Regions from separate parts of the Mus musculus genome. Here region 2 is linked to region 1. The links are chromatin contacts, called in public Hi-C maps. All regions are on one chromosome and are shown on one strand. Each heading gives the region's core, a stretch centred on a gene start, on an enhancer-like site or on the middle of the called end of the contact. The rest is flanking DNA. Distances are from core to core; before and after follow the strand shown.

The links. Hi-C and Micro-C count contacts between places; a contact is called where the count stands out from the background.
Region 2: a contact with region 1 is called in a Hi-C map of cortical neurons, with 2.2 times the contacts expected there. The contact joins two enhancer-like sites. A contact is called at or near these places in 1 of 484 Hi-C or Micro-C datasets (cortical neurons) and 1 of 9 other capture datasets (embryonic stem cells).

The regions. Positions count from the first base shown.
Region 1 is chr9:46,350,925-46,355,454 of GRCm38.p6, forward strand. It overlaps Gm31374 (a long non-coding RNA gene), which reads left to right. Exons shown (of 3, transcript XR_379350.2): 3 at 951-1,116. Among named protein-coding and RNA genes, the nearest start is that of Gm31374, 3.5 kb to the left of the region's middle. Within about 2 kb of position 2,532, at least 17 of the 459 cell types and tissues checked have an H3K27ac peak or open chromatin away from gene starts, as enhancers often do. A contact at or near this core is called in cortical neurons, where this site is marked.
Region 2 is chr9:46,963,668-46,968,197 of GRCm38.p6, forward strand. No RefSeq gene overlaps it. Among named protein-coding and RNA genes, the nearest start is that of Gm39331, 10 kb to the left of the region's middle. Within about 2 kb of position 2,589, at least 23 of the 459 cell types and tissues checked have an H3K27ac peak or open chromatin away from gene starts, as enhancers often do. A contact at or near this core is called in cortical neurons, where this site is marked.

The DNA of each region.
Region 1 (4,530 bases), core at 1,282-3,781:
CCCTCCTTTCCTCTCCCTTCTTCACACCCAGAAGGGAGGCAGGCGAGCATCCTTCAGCCCCAGACCTGGCATCTGTGTGTGCTAGAATAGGCTTCCAGTGACCACTAGGAAAGAGGGGCATGTACAGGGAGGCAGGCTGGTACCCTTGGTACAGACCTCCATGTTTCCCAGCCCTTGAGGTACAGGAGTTACCAGCTTCTGCCAGGATGATGAGTTGCACCCTGAGACCACTTGGCAATGCCCTCTCAGATCTATGGCTAGATCCAGGGCTGAGAGAGGATGCGTGTTATGAGGGAGACCTGAGGCCTCAAAGAGAAAGAAAGGAAGGAGGGGGAGAAAAGATGGAAGAGAGAAATGGAGGGAGGAAGAAAAGAAGGAAGGAGAGAGAGAGAAGGGAAGGGAAGGAGGAAGGCAGGAGGAAAAGAGAGAAGGGAGAGAAGGAAAGAAAAGAATGAAACAAGAGGAGGCGGGAAGAGGGAGGAGGGAGAGAAAGAAGGAAGAAAAAAGGAAAGAAAAGAATGAAGCAAGATAGGGAGGAGGGAGGGGGAAGAGGGAAGAGGGAGGCAGGAGGGAGAGAAAAAAGGAAGAAGGAAAGAAAAGAATAAAACAAGAAAGAGAGGAGGGAGGAAGGAGAAGGGAGGGGGAGAGAGCCAACAGAATTTCTTACAGAGTAATGCTCACAGAATTCCCATAGGATGGGCTTACAGATGTGCTACCGGGGTGAGAGTCAAAATATTTAACAACAGAATGGTATCAGCTTTGACTAATGGGATGGAAACCCCCCGCATGAGCTGGTCAGGGTCCTAGAGACCTTCTGAACTGTGTCAGGCGTTAACCCTTCAATTGCTGGGCCTCAGGAAGGCAGGGCAGGGGTGAGCTGACGGTACCTGGGGAAGTCTCTCCACGTTCCATGAGCCCAGTAATGGTGGCCTTTCGTCTCTGCTTTCTAGTATGCACACAGTGCCAAGACCTGGTGTCTGACAGGGCTTCACCCCGTGTTGAAGGAATGGCGACTGTCGCTCTGGAACGCTGGAATAACTGGGGAGAAACAGACTAGACAGATGATCAGGTGCGTGGGGGCTGGGGGCTGGGCAGGGCAAGCTGAGGGCCAAAACTCCAGGGGCAGTTCCCTTTGAGGTTCTGGGTGTTGGCGTTCCTGCCCGCAGATGGGCCCCTGGCTCTGGGTGCTCAAGGACAGGTAAATCCCTCGGAGATGAGTGTGTGGGGTGCTGTAATGATACGTATCAGTTCGGTTATTTTTATTACTGTGACAAAAAGGAGGAAGGCAGAGACTGGGTTGGGGGAGCTGTCTATCAGGCATCACTAAGGAACAGACAGAAAGCCCCGCCCGCCGTGGGTCGGCAGCAGGTGGGATCTTCTGTGAGTCAAGTGCTTTTTCCGCTTTTTACGTTTCTTTTTTCCTTCACTCTAGCATTCTTGGAATGTACTCCTGTCACCCTGTCTTTCAGAGTACAGGGGGAAGGCCCAAGGCAGTGGGAGGAGACAGAGGTCTGGCTGATTCTCTTCCAGGAAAGGGGTCACTCTATCTGCTCACCTTCCAGGTCCCCAAACCGGGAGCGTCACACGGACACCGTCAGGTGAATCCCAGGACAGTCAGTTTCAGGGCTTGCCAGGGCCCTGGTGAGCTTCCAGTGGCCCACGCAGGCTGCCCGGGTTCCCAGCTTTCCACTGGGGTACTAGCGATCACGTGCTTCTCCCTCCCGGCTTTCCTCCCTGGGTCTCCAGCCAGCCCGCCGGCTTGATGAATTAGCCCCATAGATATTCCGTCGGGAAAGCAAACACATATCATATATATCTTTGACAAGTTATTATTCTCCCTTATCAGGATTCGGGTGGATCTGTGCCCGCCATTACTCAAGCTGCACACTTGCTCTGTTGGGGACCAGGCTCTAGACACGCGAGGAAGTACTGTCCAGGCAGCCCAGCCCAGGGCCTGCCCTGCCTGCAGGCTGTGCTGTGTGGTTGTGTGTGAGCTTAGGGGTGTGGGTAGGGGAGTGGGGTCTCTTGACACTGTCATAGTCCAATGACTGGCAGATCCTTTCCATGTGGAGGCTAGGTGTGGCCAAAATGAACTGGAGGTGTTCCGACCTTTAATTCTTTCATCTGAGATTCGGAGGTGGGGGTGCAGGGTGGGGGGCGGCATGAGTTGTGTCCCAAGGAATAAGGTCTGGTTTGGGACTCACTCTTGTCTATTTTGTGGGGCTGAGCTGGGACTTTGGTTGTCTTTTGCATGGGCCTTTTAGTGACCTGCTGGCAGAAGAGGTCACCCTGCCACCTACCACCAGTGCCTGAGTTTCTCAGAGCCAAAAGGGGCTCCTGGAGGCCAGCCCTTAGCCCCATGGTAGCCAAGGCTCGCTGGCCAGTGAGGGCTAATGAGTAAGATGTAAATGGGTATTAGTGCTCTCAGCCTGGCTGCCGGGCTGTGATTTGTCATCTCTCACCCCGCACATTCCCATTTCCCCAGAGGCAGGCTCCATATTAACAAGTCCTCTACTTAGGAATATAAATGGGGCATCTGCAACTGCTCCTGACAGCCTGCAGGCTGCTAATGCACTCCGGCCTTGGGGGCTGGGGGAGGGCCCACTGGTTCAGCTAGCTTCTGAAGTAAGAATGGTGGAGGGGAGGCCCGGCTGCCTTCACTGGAGAGGGACTGCCTGTGACTCCACACTGCCTCGACTTGCAGAGCTGATGGAACTGTGAGGAGCCACCTCCCTCCCCAGTTCCAGGCTTGCATGCCATCTGCCATCTCTGGCTTCCTCCAGATCTGATATTTCAAGGAAGTAACTTGTCCTGTTCTGGGACTGACACAGAGTTTCTTAGGTCCAAAGGAGAAGTCGGGTGTGTGTCTGTGGGGGGTGGGGGCTCTTATTGAGGATAGAAGTGATCTTACCCCTGTATAAAGAGTTTCGTGTAGCCCAGGCTGGCCTCTAACTCACTACGTACTTGAAGATAGCCTTGAACTTCTGATCTTCCTGCCTTTATTTTCCTAGTGCTGGAATTATATAGGCTTGTGTGACCGTGCCTGGTTTTATCTGATGCTAGGAATCAGAGTGAGGACTTTGACCATGATATGTAATCACTATCAGCTGAGCTATGCATTCAGGAGATCTGATTCTGACACCCTGTCAGTGGTGGGGTGTGGTTTGGCCGTTGGCCACAGTGTCCAGCCTCAGCTCCAGCTGTGGGCAGAGCCTTGGATTCTCAGGGTCTAGTGCCTGTCTAGTACCTGTAGAAGGTACTGAAACAAAGGTATTGGCTGTAATTATCATCACAGCCACTAGAGGGCAACGCAGGCTTATGTTTCTCTCTTCTAGAGGGCAGAGGACTCAGGGAGGGATAAGAGATAAGGGTGTTGAGGCTGACTGAAGTCCTTTGCTCTGGGAATGTTTCTGGTTCCTCTATTCTTTGTAGTCTATTACTGCCGAAATTCTTCAATTCCAAGTAAAGGAAGAAAGATCTTAAAGATATTTAAACCCATGGTGGTGTGGGTTTAACACTTATGTATAACACTTATTTTACTGCCATTAAGAAAAAAATCAGTGAGAATTTCAAAGGTTAAAAGGCTTTGTAGAGTGGCCAACCCATGACTGGTCTAATTTGAGGTCCTGACAATGAGAGGGAACCCGTGCCCAACACTGCCTGGTGACTTGGGACCAGAGGCTGGAGAGCTCACAGACCTAGGATAGAAAAAAAAAATCAATAAAATGATTCCTAAGATATCCTTATATTCTCACAGATTGCTGCCTATCCCAGCCATCAGAGAGGCTTCCTCCTGCTGCTGATGGGAGCAGATGCAGAGACTACAGTAAAACATTAGGCAGAGAGAGAGAGAGAGAGAGAGAGAGAGAGAGATCTCCATTGGGTCTTCCCCCTGGAGCTCAGGGATCCCTGTAGAAGATGGGGAGGAAGAATTCTGGGAGCCAGAGGGGTCAAGGACATCAGGAGAGTATGGCCCCCAATATCAGCTAAGCAGGGCTCATAGGTGCTCACAGAGACTGAACCAACAATCAGGAAGCTCGCATGGGTCTATTCTAAGTCCTCTGCATAGATGTTATGGTTGTTAGCCTGGTGGTCTTGTGGGACTCCTAACATTGGGAATGAGGGTGTCTCTGGCTCTTTCACCTGCTCTTGGGACCCTTTTCCTCCTACTGGGTTGCTTCTCCCGGCCCTGATGTGAGGGTTTGTGCCTGGTCTTCCTGAAGCTTGTTATGCCATGTTTGGTTGAAATCCCTGGGAAGCCTGCTCTTTTTTTTTTTTTTTTTTAAGGGAAATGGAAGAGCAGTGAGAGGAGAGGAGAGAGGAGAGGAGGGGAGGGGAGGGGAGGGGAGGGGAGGAGAGGAGAGGAGTGGAGAGGAGAGGAGAGGGGGAGAGGTTCAGGTGGGGCTGGGAGGAGTGGAGGAGGGGAAACTGTGGTCAGGATGTGTTATATGAGGAAGAAAGAAAAAAGGCTTTGTGGATGATGTAGTTGGTGGTCAGAGGCCCAGGCTTTGTGCTTGAGGATCTGGTTGG
Region 2 (4,530 bases), core at 1,339-3,838, 610 kb after region 1:
AGAATGCCTTCAATGTAACGAGGAAGGAGCTTGGTCTTTTGGAAGAGACCACCCACCTTCAGGCAGTGGAAGGGGATAGTATGGTATCTAGACTCACTTGGGTAGTATTCTGAACATTTGCAACTGTAACCAAAGCCCAAAGTCTCCCCATGTTCCAGGATCCAGAACCCTTTCCTTTGGCCTTTTGCCAGATGTGGAGTAGAACTTGGCAGTGCTTGATTATCACATCCCATTCTGTCTGTAGAGTCAGACTCGAATGCATGGCCCCTTGCAGTTCTCCCTGGTTATCAGGTAAGCAAATTGAGGTTCAGGACCTTGTCCTTGAGGTCAAGGACCTTGTTCAAGGTCAAATACTTCCTGAATCAGGGACCTCGGTTCCAAATAAGTTTGCTTCCCTCTAAATTCTGTGATTTTTTTTTTTTCACCTCATTCCCTGGGAACAAGAAGCCATCAAATATTAGCCTGATGCAGGCTGTCCCTCTGCCCACTGCCTGCAGGAATCTCTTCTCATTCTTGTCCTGCGGTCAGGGAACATGTGTCCCGGGGTGAGAGGAAAGCCCAGAGCTATTCATTCGACAATTGCTCCTTTCAATCTAGATTTGTTTTTTGATTTGTTTTCTGTTTGTCTTCTCTTCTGGGGAGGGAGGGTGAAGTGGGGGAGCGGCAGCCTTTTCTTGGAGCTCTGTTGATTTCTGCTTCTGCTGTGTAGGGATTTTCAATGACGAGGGTTTGATTTTCCTGCCTCCTTGGGAGTCTCATGCAATTTTTTAAAAACCCACTGGCTCTAGGAGTCCATTTCTGCTCCACGTTGCCTGCTGAGGAACCCAAGGCCTCCAGACTGAGCCAATTTTCCTTCTCCCTGTTTTGTGTGAGATGTGGAAAAGTCTTTGACTTAGGGTGCTTGAATGGAGTTGGTGCTGAGAGCTAGTGTGTGTGTGTGAGTGTGTGTGTGTGTGTGTGTGTGTGTGTGTGTGTTGAGAGAGAGAGAGAGAGAGAGAGGAGAGAGAGAATATATATGTATGTATGTTGTTGTTAGTGTTTGTGTTATGTATGTGTGTGAGTGTGTGTATGTGAGAGTATGTGCATGTGTGTGTACATGTGAGAGAGAGTTCGTATATGAGAGTGTGTATGTTTTTGTTAGTGTGTGTGTATGTGTGTGTGTGTGTGTGTGTGTATGTGAGAGTGTGTTAATGTGCATGTTTGTGAGTGTGTGAGTGTGTATGTGTGACTGTGTATTTGTGAGTGTGTGTGCATATATGTGACTGTGTGACTGTGTGTGTGTATGTGTGTGAGAGAGAGTATGTATATGAGAGTGTATATGTTTTTGTTAGCGTCTATTTGTGTGTATATGTATGCGAGAGTGTGTATGTATGCATGCATGACAGTGTGTATTTGTGAGTGTGTGTGTATGTGTGTGTATGTGAGAGAGAGTATGTGTACGTGTAAGAGAGTACGTATATGAGCATGTGTATGTTTTTGTTAGTGTGTGTGTATGTGAGAGTGTGTGAATGTGCGTATGTGTGATTGTGTGTATTTGTGTGTATGTGTGATTGTGTGTATTTGTGTGTGTATGTGTGAGTGTGTATGTTTGAGAGTGTGTGTGTGAGTGTGTATGTGTGAGTGTGTATGTGTGACAGTGTTTATTTGTGAGTGTGTGTGTATGTGAGAGTGTGTGAATGTGTGTGTGTGATTATGTGTATTTGTGTGTGTATGTGTGAGTGTGTATGTTTGAGAGAGTGTGTGTGTGAGTGTGTATGTGTGACAGTGTTTATTTGTGAGTGTGTGTGTGTATATATGTGTGTGTATACATCAGGGAAAGTGTACCTCTAGACAATGTGCCTTTGCTGAGTTGAAACAATGACTCTACAGACAATGAGATTCCAGTGAGCATGCATCTGCTCATGACAACTGCATACCCTGGAGAGAGCAGATGCTGACATCAGTTACGTGTATACTTAAGCAGGTAGAGTATCAAGACATAGGCCAACCACATGTGTGCTCCCAAGGCTGTGTGTGCTATCAGGTGTGCAGACCTCCATGAAACCTACAGCCAGAGACTTGCTGTGTGCAAGTGTGCCCGTGTGTTAGCTATCAGATGGAACTGTGAACATGTGCAATCACAAAAACATGTATGGGGCCTGCACCGATACACCAAGTTCAAGTCTTTGACTTATTGCTTTCTACAAGAGCAGGTATCTTTCAGTATATGTGTGCGTGAGTATAGACAAACACACATTTGCATGTGTGTTTCTGTTTGTGTGAACATTTGGGCATCCCAGGGCGTGTCTTTGTTGGTGTGGGTGCCCATTGCCCAGTGTGCATCTGCGGTTCCAGGGCACGTGTTCAGAGGGAGCTCGAGCAAAGAGGCTTGGGTTTGAGGCTGAGGATGTAGGGACTCATTTGCATGGTGTTCCCTGTGTTTGAGTTTGCTGTGTTCACAGCCCTGGAGAATTTAAAACAACAATAGTGACACCAACAAAGAGGAGTGGAAAATGATGTAACCCCGCATACATTTCTGGAGCCTCGGGAATGGTCCCTGTGCAGGCTATGATTCCAGCGGTGTCCGTTACCATGGTTATGGCTAAAGAGACTGCTAGCTCCTGTTTATTTTTAAATCCCCATCTCCATGACACCCCTTCCTGAAGCCCAAACCTCATCCTATCCACCCCAGGCTTCTTTTCCTCTTAGCTCATGGGGTGAGATCTCCACTCCCTCTACATTCTGAGGGGAACCTCGAAGGGTATTCTGACCCTTACACTTCCACCCTCCAGAAATCTAGGTGCCTCTGGAGGGTAACTCTAGATCAGAAGGCTTCTGGCAAACTACAGAGCTCTGCCGAGAGTCTCCCTTCCTGCTTACCCTTCGTATGAGCTCCTGGTCCAGCTTAGAGTTGGACTGTCAGGATTAATGGGAATAAGCCCATACAGAGATGGGTGATACTCATTTCATGACAGCTGAGCCCACCAGCCCAGGCTGAGGGTAATGGGATAGAGGGAGGAAACCTCGGGAAATAGAGCCCAGCCCAGGATGCCTTGGGCTTCATGCAATCTAACCTACCTCCTTTTAGCCCCCTGTCTGATTTGTGTTGGGTGAGTGAGGAGGAAGCTGAAAGAAGCAGAGTTTACCCTGAAAGGGTTGGAAGGCTGGGTAAAGTCGGGCCGAGGTGAGCCTTGCTCACAGGCTTTGGGATTGTACAAAGGCAGGGTAAACGGAGCCTGAAGCCATGGTTTACCTTGGTATTTTTTTCTAGTCCAAGCTGCACTATCACCCAGCTTTAGGTTCAGGGTGACATAGATTAGAGAGGGGTCATGCTGACATTTCCCACTTTGGGTAATGACCATCAATGCTCCCTGGCTTCTCTCCCCAGGCAGTTAGCTCCTTTAAGATAAGATGGTCTTTCCAGACTCTGCCCAACACTCTTCTTCCTAGATTGTGAGTACCTTATGGAGAGGGCCTGTCTTCGTTACTATTCTATTGCTGTGAAGAGACACTATGGCCAAGGCAGCTTAGAGGAGAAAGCATTAAGTTGGGACCGTGCCTACAGTTTCAGAGGGCTAGTGCATGATCATCATGGCTGGGAGCATGGCATCAGGAAGATAGGCATGATATTGGAGAAGTAGCTGAGAGCTTATATTTGGATCCAAAGACAGGAGGCGGGGGGGGGGGGGCGCACTCGGGGTGTGGGGGGGAGCTTTTGAAACCTCAGAGCCTATCCCAAGTGACATACCTCCTCCAACAAGGCCATGCCTCCTAATCCTTCCTAAACAACCCACCAGCTGGGAATAAAATCTAGGGGCCTGTGGGGCCATTCTCATTCAAACCACCACAGGGCTCCCACTACAGCAGGCATTCAATGAATTAAAGCTTTTCTAGCCAAGACCTCTGAGCCCAGAGCCTCCAAACCCAAGAGCATCTGCACAGAGAATTACTGTGTGCTTTTCCTTTCTCAGCATGGCTTCCTTATTTTTTAAAAATGATGGGTTACATTGAGTTATCTCTACCCATCCAGCCTGACATTTCATAATTCTATTAACTAATTGAATTGGATGGACATTATGGAAAATGTTGAACAACAGGCTAATTTATCTTTGAACATGAACCAGATGCCCTGGGTCAAAGTCAGGTCAGCAGAAGGCAAAGCAGGTGGACGTTGCCATCTCTCTCTGCAGAGGTGGGCAAAATCCGACAGTCATTTGGGAAGCCTGCAGTGGAGTGGCAGGTGTGTGCTTTCAGAGAACGTTCCTGAAGATCAGGAAGTTTGGTGGCTTTCCGGTACTTTACAGTGGTCATGGGCTCCTTTGAATTGTAGCATCTCGGTGTGTCACTGCAGTGGTTTCAAGGAACAAAATTGGGCACTACAGAAAAGCTTTGTACTTGAGAAACAAGTCAGAAGGGTGCGACTTGGTGTGGCCAGGACCACAGGGACTCCTAGGTTTCCTGGGTCATCTCTTGATAATTGCATCACTTACTTAACACATACAAGGTCCTGAGTTCATTCTTCAACACTGCCAAAAAGTGTGTGTGTTCAGG